2 separate regions of the Oryctolagus cuniculus genome follow, and region 2 is linked to region 1. The links are chromatin contacts, called in public Hi-C maps. All regions are on one chromosome and are shown on one strand. The core of a region is the stretch at or near the end of the contact, and the rest is flanking DNA. Distances in the headings are between cores, read along the strand shown. Region 1 holds the start of LOC138843200. Region 2 has its middle 37 kb from the start of LGSN.

Evidence for each region. Hi-C and Micro-C count contacts between places; a contact is called where the count stands out from the background.
Region 2: a contact with region 1 is called in a Hi-C map of psoas muscle, with 2.6 times the contacts expected there. The contact joins the enhancer-like site here to the promoter of LOC138843200 in region 1. A contact is called at or near these places in 4 of 6 Hi-C or Micro-C datasets (embryonic fibroblasts, psoas muscle, skin fibroblasts and 1 more).

What each region holds. Positions count from the first base shown.
Region 1 is chr5:109,157,639-109,160,778 of mOryCun1.1, forward strand. It overlaps LOC138843200, which reads right to left and starts at 1,512. Exons shown (of 2, transcript XM_070074656.1): 1 at 1,380-1,512. The coding sequence starts at 1,418.
Region 2 is chr5:109,355,455-109,358,565 of mOryCun1.1, forward strand. No RefSeq gene overlaps it. Among named protein-coding and RNA genes, the nearest start is that of LGSN, 37 kb to the right of the region's middle. Within about 2 kb of position 1,322, at least 2 of the 8 cell types and tissues checked have an H3K27ac peak or open chromatin away from gene starts, as enhancers often do.

The DNA of each region.
Region 1 (3,140 bases), core at 262-2,761:
AAACGCGTCTTAGGAAGTAATTATTGCCTCTGATTCTGGATCTCAAGCAGGCCGAGGGTTCCAACTACCGTGTAAATAACAACTTAATACTCTTGGAATGGTACAGTGTTCCACGAACAGAAGATAGTCCTCAGAATTCTGGCTCCGGTAGGTTACCGTTGCCACAGCCAACAGGAGGCAACAACACATTACACCGAGGATTTCAACAGCGGCTCTAAATAGTACCCGATTTTACAAGGCGCCTTCCAGGACCCTTCCAACATTGGCAGGGAAACTGCACGCTGGTGCCCGGGCGGGGACTCCGCTTCGGTGTCCCCGTGGCCCTGGCAGTCTCCAAGGCGCTCACACACAGCCCACCCCTCGCGACCGGCCCAGACAAGGGACAAGCCTCGACTTGTTCCCATTCTCCAGAGCCCGGGGTGGGGCGTTCCGCCCGGAACGGCTCGCATTACCAGGTGGAGACTGCGGGACGAGAGCGGAGCGGGGCGGGGCGCCGCGGACCTCACCTGGCGGAGTCCCGCTCCGGCCGGGGCAGGGCGGCAGCTCGCGGGATGCCCCCGGATGGCTCACGCGGCAGCGTGCGCCCGGGCCCGCCCGCGGCGCCCCCTGTCCGCGCCGCAATCACGGGTTCGCGCCGCGCCTTCAGTCAGGCGCGGGCGCCGAGGCCATTTTGTCTGAGGCCCCGGAGCCGGCTGCGGAGCGCAGGGGGTGGTGGCACTAGGTTCCCGTCCCGCGACGGCCCCGAGCTCCGAGAGCTCCGGGCCGAGACCGTTAACGAGCCGCGCGGGGCCGCCCCGCCTACCCAACGCCGGCCCGGATCTAGTGGCGACCCCGCCGTCACCGCGCCCTCCCCGGATCCGACTCCGCAGTGACACGCGCAGCCCTCGCCCCACCCCGGGCCACGTCTCCCGCTCCCCAGTGCGGCCCCTCTCCCTTTGGCCGAACAAAGGGACCCCCGGGACGCCACGCAGCCCGCCGGACCCGGACGGGGTGCGCCGGACCCGAGGGCCCAAGGGCGGGGGCGGCGGTCACAAAGCGGCTTTTGTGCCGCCCCGCCCGGCCCGCTGCGGCGGCCGAAACCGCCCCCGCCTGCCGCGCAGGCCCGGCCACACCGCCCGGGACTCGGTAGGGACGTGGAAGCCGGTGCCTCCGGCGACCAACCGCCGCCGCCGCCGGCGTCTGCCTCCCCACCGCCGGCCACGGCCCGCCCGCTGCCGCCGGGACCCACCGGAACCGCGGTCCAGGGTGGCGGGGAGCAGAGGCCGGGCTCCGAACAAAGGCGGCGGCGGAGACCGGGTGTGCGTGCGTGTGTGTGGGGATGGGGGGGGGGGGGGTCGCGGATTCCCAGCTCGAAAAGCGGCGGCAGCACGGCTACTCACAGGAATATGTTTACTCATTGAAGATTGTGGCCTAATCATACAGCCGGTCCCGAGGCGGCGGCGACACAGGCGGCAGCGGCGGATGCAGGGCAGGGGGCGGAGGTGGTCGTCGTGGGGCGGCGGCAGCGATGCAGGCGGCGGCGGGGGCACCACACTCTACCATGCAGTGAGCGGCTCGGAGGAGAGCTCGTCGCCGAGCCGGCCCGCAGCCGAAGGAGCCAATACGCGCGCCGAGGCGCCCCTGCGTCACAAGCCCCGCTTTATATAGCCTGCGTGACGTCAGCATCCCCGGCCACCAATCGCAGCCGGGGACTCCAGGCCCAGCGCGGACGAGCGGGGGCGGAGGCCCGCCCACCTCCGCCTCCCCCCCTCCAACCTCGCTCGCGGACGTCACCTCCCGGCGGCCGCTGCCGGTGCGAACCGGTTGATGAATGGCGAAGCGTCGCTGCCGGAGCATCCCGGGGGCGGGGGCGGGTCGGGGTTGGGGGAAACGGGGCTCGCCTGGAGCCTGGAGTAGAGGAGGGGCAGGAGCTGTAGGAGATTCCTCCGGGCTATCGGCTGGGAGGAGTCTGGCCGAAAACCCTGTTTCTCCTGATTAAAGCCACCTAGGCGCGCGAGCACGCATGTCACATGGGGCGCCTTGAAGTTTGCCCCAAACTTCACATGCGGGCTCTCGCGGCCGCACTGGCGTCTCAGCCCCGACCCTGCTTCTGCCTTCGGTCACAACCACGGCCATCCTTGCCGGCGGTTTACCTTGGCACCTGCACCCCTTGAATCTCCGTCATCAGATAATATTTATGTCGCACAACCGCTGTAGCCGGTGACTCAACACCTAGCATGCCACGGCCCTAGACTCGGATCAGTTCTCGTCGCCGGCGGCACTTTTACGTGGGGAGGAACTTATCTTGGTAAAACTCTTTCTCTAGATTTTATTATTATTATTTATTTTTGTGGATGCAGATGGAGCCCTGTGCTCCCTAGAGCCTAGAGGCTTTTTTTTTTTTTTTTTTTTTGGTCACGCCTCCATACTACATACGCGGGCAACTGCAGTTGGCTCAATTGGGGCATTTCGAAAACACATACATCCTTTGTACTGCTTCACTTTGACGTGCCACAGATAATGAAAGGTTAGACGCTGCTAAAAGGGAGCGCTTTTTGAAAAATGAAGAGTCTGGTTTTCTGTCAAGGATTGAGGTAATTCTGTGCGTCAAAGCCGAAGCTTCCCTTTTTGTTCGTTTTCAGTACTGTGGTTCCACCATCTTCATCGTCCAGGCCCCTAAGAAGTAGAGCTTTATCGCCATTGTTCTGGGCTATACAAGGGCACCTCTGTCATTTATAATCTGAAAACCCTCGCTCCTCAGCTTTCTGCAAGGAGTAAACAGGACCTTTACCTGCTTTGAGAACTTGGTTTTCAACCAACACTGAGGCCTTTTGTTTGCTGTTTTCACTGAGCATTAGATTGGAGAGGGCTTAAGGGATCAAATTGTGTTCTCAGTCAGTGTACTGCCGCATCTTAGGATTTATTAGAGCTGCTATTTAGAGACTCTCCTTGCATGGTTATTCAACTTTCTTATAAACATGTACTCTGCAAGCAAAGTAAGTGCTTTTGAAAAAAAAGAATTAGGCCAGATTTTACAGGAACAAAAGTCAACTCATTTCCCTTTTAAAGAAAACTGCTTGTCTAGGAAACTTTTTGTATCCATGTAAATCAAGGTAAACAAGAGCCTCAGACATATGTTGCGTACTTAGGTAAATCTTAAG
Region 2 (3,111 bases), core at 72-2,571, 200 kb after region 1:
GCACAAAATAATGGAAAGGGACTGAGAGTCGAGGAATACAGGCAGCTTCTAGAAGCTAGAGAATTAAGGAGAAAGATTTTCTTCTGGTCTATCTTGAGCTAATGATCTAGAACGGTAGGACAAGAAATTTGTGTTGTAAGCCAGTATGTTTAAATCAATTTGTTACAGCAGTATAGGAAATTAATATAGACACTAATAGGTAGAATCAGCATTTGCTTTAATAATGTAGTTTCCAAATGCGGCTCTTCTAACATATATTCGTGACACTAAGAGGCCCATTTCACTACTGTAACATGTATGGAAGTGGAATGCAGCTCAGAATTGATATAACCTTATAATTCTGTGGGTTAGATGGCAAAGGAGTGGTAGGGGCATCACCGACTCCTTTGAGAACCTGAAAGCACCATCAGCAAAACTTGCAGAACAGAAAGAAAATGTCACAGAAAATAGTAGAGGTCTGTTAAAAACAATTTTGTTTTGAATTAATTTCAGATGCTTAGAAATAGTAATATGAAGAATTCCCATGTAAGCTTGACTTGGATTCCACAAAGTTAGCATTTTATGATATGTGCTTTATCATTCTTTATCTCTATCTTTATATCTACAAGCTATCTATCATCTGTCATTTCTGTAAAATTTGAGTGTTACAGACATGATGCCTGTTTCTTCAAAATAATACTTCAATGTTTATATTGTAAACATGAGGTGAGCTCTTCCATTTCTACTGCACAGCTCTCAATGTAAGTCAAGTATTGATAAAATATTCCAATCTGAAGACATTCCAGTTTTGTCAACTGTCCCTCTAATGCTCTTAAATAAAGCAAAAGAAATAATTATGGTCAAAATCCAAACCAGGGTTATATGTTGTATTTAAGTGTCTTGTCTCTTTAGTTTTCTTTAACATGAACTATTCTTCAATTTGAAGATTACAGACTAGTTACTTTGTAAGATGTGCCTTAATTTGAGCCATTTCTGCTGTTTCTTCATGATTAGATTAAGGTTATACTTTTTTTTGGCTGTGGGATGGAAAATCTCAGATATCCATTTTCAGTGTAAAATTTTAGGAGTTATCTGATGCTATTTTGTTTTATTACTGACAGTAACTTTGTGGAGTTCAGGTGACATCACCAGGTTCCTCTGTTGTAGTCACCAATTTTCTCCTTTGGTGATTAAGATGTACCAAGCAGGAAGAAATTTTGTGCTTATTTAAATGCCCTTTCTATCATCATAATTTCTCAATAGAGCATTCATACTGTAGGAACAAAATGGTTGTGGAGAGGATGTATGGGAGGTGGGTGAGTCACACAAGACAAGCTGCAAACATGACACTTTAGAAGTGGGAGTCAAAAGTGTGCCATCCAGTTTTACATAACTGCAAGTCAGTGCAGAGCCTTGTGCCGATGGCTTGGTTCTTTGGCAGATTATTTGACATGTTGCATCACCAGTGCCATTGATGGAACAGAGAATAGTATTTTACGGAAAAAAAAATGAAAACATGTGCATTGGTGATATCTGAGACTGAAAGTAAAGGTTAGCCTTGAATATGAAAAAAAATTGCAAGTAAAAACAAATAATTTATATGCTTTATGTTTTCCTTTTGGTGTTTGCACAAAAATGATGTACAATAAATTCTGTGTATAATTAAGTCCAAAAGAACTCTCAATAATTATAAATAAATACTTTCATTGTTAAGAAAACTTTATGTAATAGTTTATAGATTTTTTAAAAAATTTCTTGGGCCGGCGCCGCAGCTCACTAGGCTAATCCTCCGCCTAGCGGTGCCGGCACACCGGGTTCTAGTCCCGGTCGGGGCGCCGGATTCTGTCCCAGTTGCCCCTCTTCCAGGCCAGCTCTCTGCTGTGGCCAGGGAGTGCAGTGGAGGATGGCCCAGGTGCTTGGGCCCTGCACCCCATGGGAGACCAGGAAAAGCACCTGGCTCCTGGCTCCTGCCATCGGATCAGTGCGGTGCGCCGGCCGCAGCGCGCCGGCCGCGGCGGCCATTGGAGGGTGAACCAACGGCAAAGAAAGACCTTTCTCTCTGTCTCTCTCTCTCACTATCCACCCTGCCTGTCAAAAAAAAAAATTCTTATTAGTACAGAATGACATGTTTTATACTTATATTATCTTAGATTCCATATGGTAGCAACTTTGACCTTATAGGATAAGGATTTTCTTGATCTTGTCTTGATTATTTTATTCTTTACTGTTGTTCCCTTTTTTAAAAAAAATTTTAAATTTTTTTATTTTTATTTATTAGGCAGAGTTAGTGAGAGAGAGAGACAGAGAGAAAGGTCTTCCTTCTGTTGGTTCACCAAATGGCCACACTACGGCTGAAGCTACACTGATCCGAAGCCAGGAGCCAGGCGTTTCTTCCTGGTCTCCCATGCGGGTGCCGAGGCCCAAGCACCTGGGCCATCCTCCTGGTCCACTGCCTTCCCGGGCCACAGCAGAGAGCTGGACTCGAAGAGGAGCAACTAGGACTAGAACCCAGTGCCCATATGGGATGCCGGTGCCGCAGGCAGAGGATTAACCAAGTGAGCCATGGTGCCGGCCCCTGTTGTTCCCTTTTAACTTATATTCTTATACTTCCTAAAAGAAACTCAAATGAAAACAATGTATGATGTATCATCAACACAATGAGTACTAACCAAAACTCTGAAATAGGAGAATTATCTGCTATTCTCAACCTGAATTTACAAAGTCACCAGGGTGGCATCTAACCATTTTTCACATCTCTGTTCCTATCATTCATTTCTCTACACTTAAGATAAAGCCACTCTTAGGGCAACACAGAACAAAACTCTGACCAACTTACTTAATATGAGTTAGGAAAGACAGTCTCATGTTTCAGCCTTCTCTTTCAGCATATTAGTGTTTTTGATGGGTATAAAGTTCTAGGTCAGGTTGACCAAAGAAATGATGCCTAACTGAATACTTTCACACATCTTTGTTGTTGGTGGAATATTATTTTTAGAGATTTAGGAAGATTTTTCTTATTCTGCTACTCAGCTGTGTGCTCTGCCTAGAGCTGAGACCTGTCCAGTTGGGGTTTCTTGGAGTCTTACTCGTGGTTACCTCCCTGGTGTGATAAAGATAATAGGTTATGTGGTC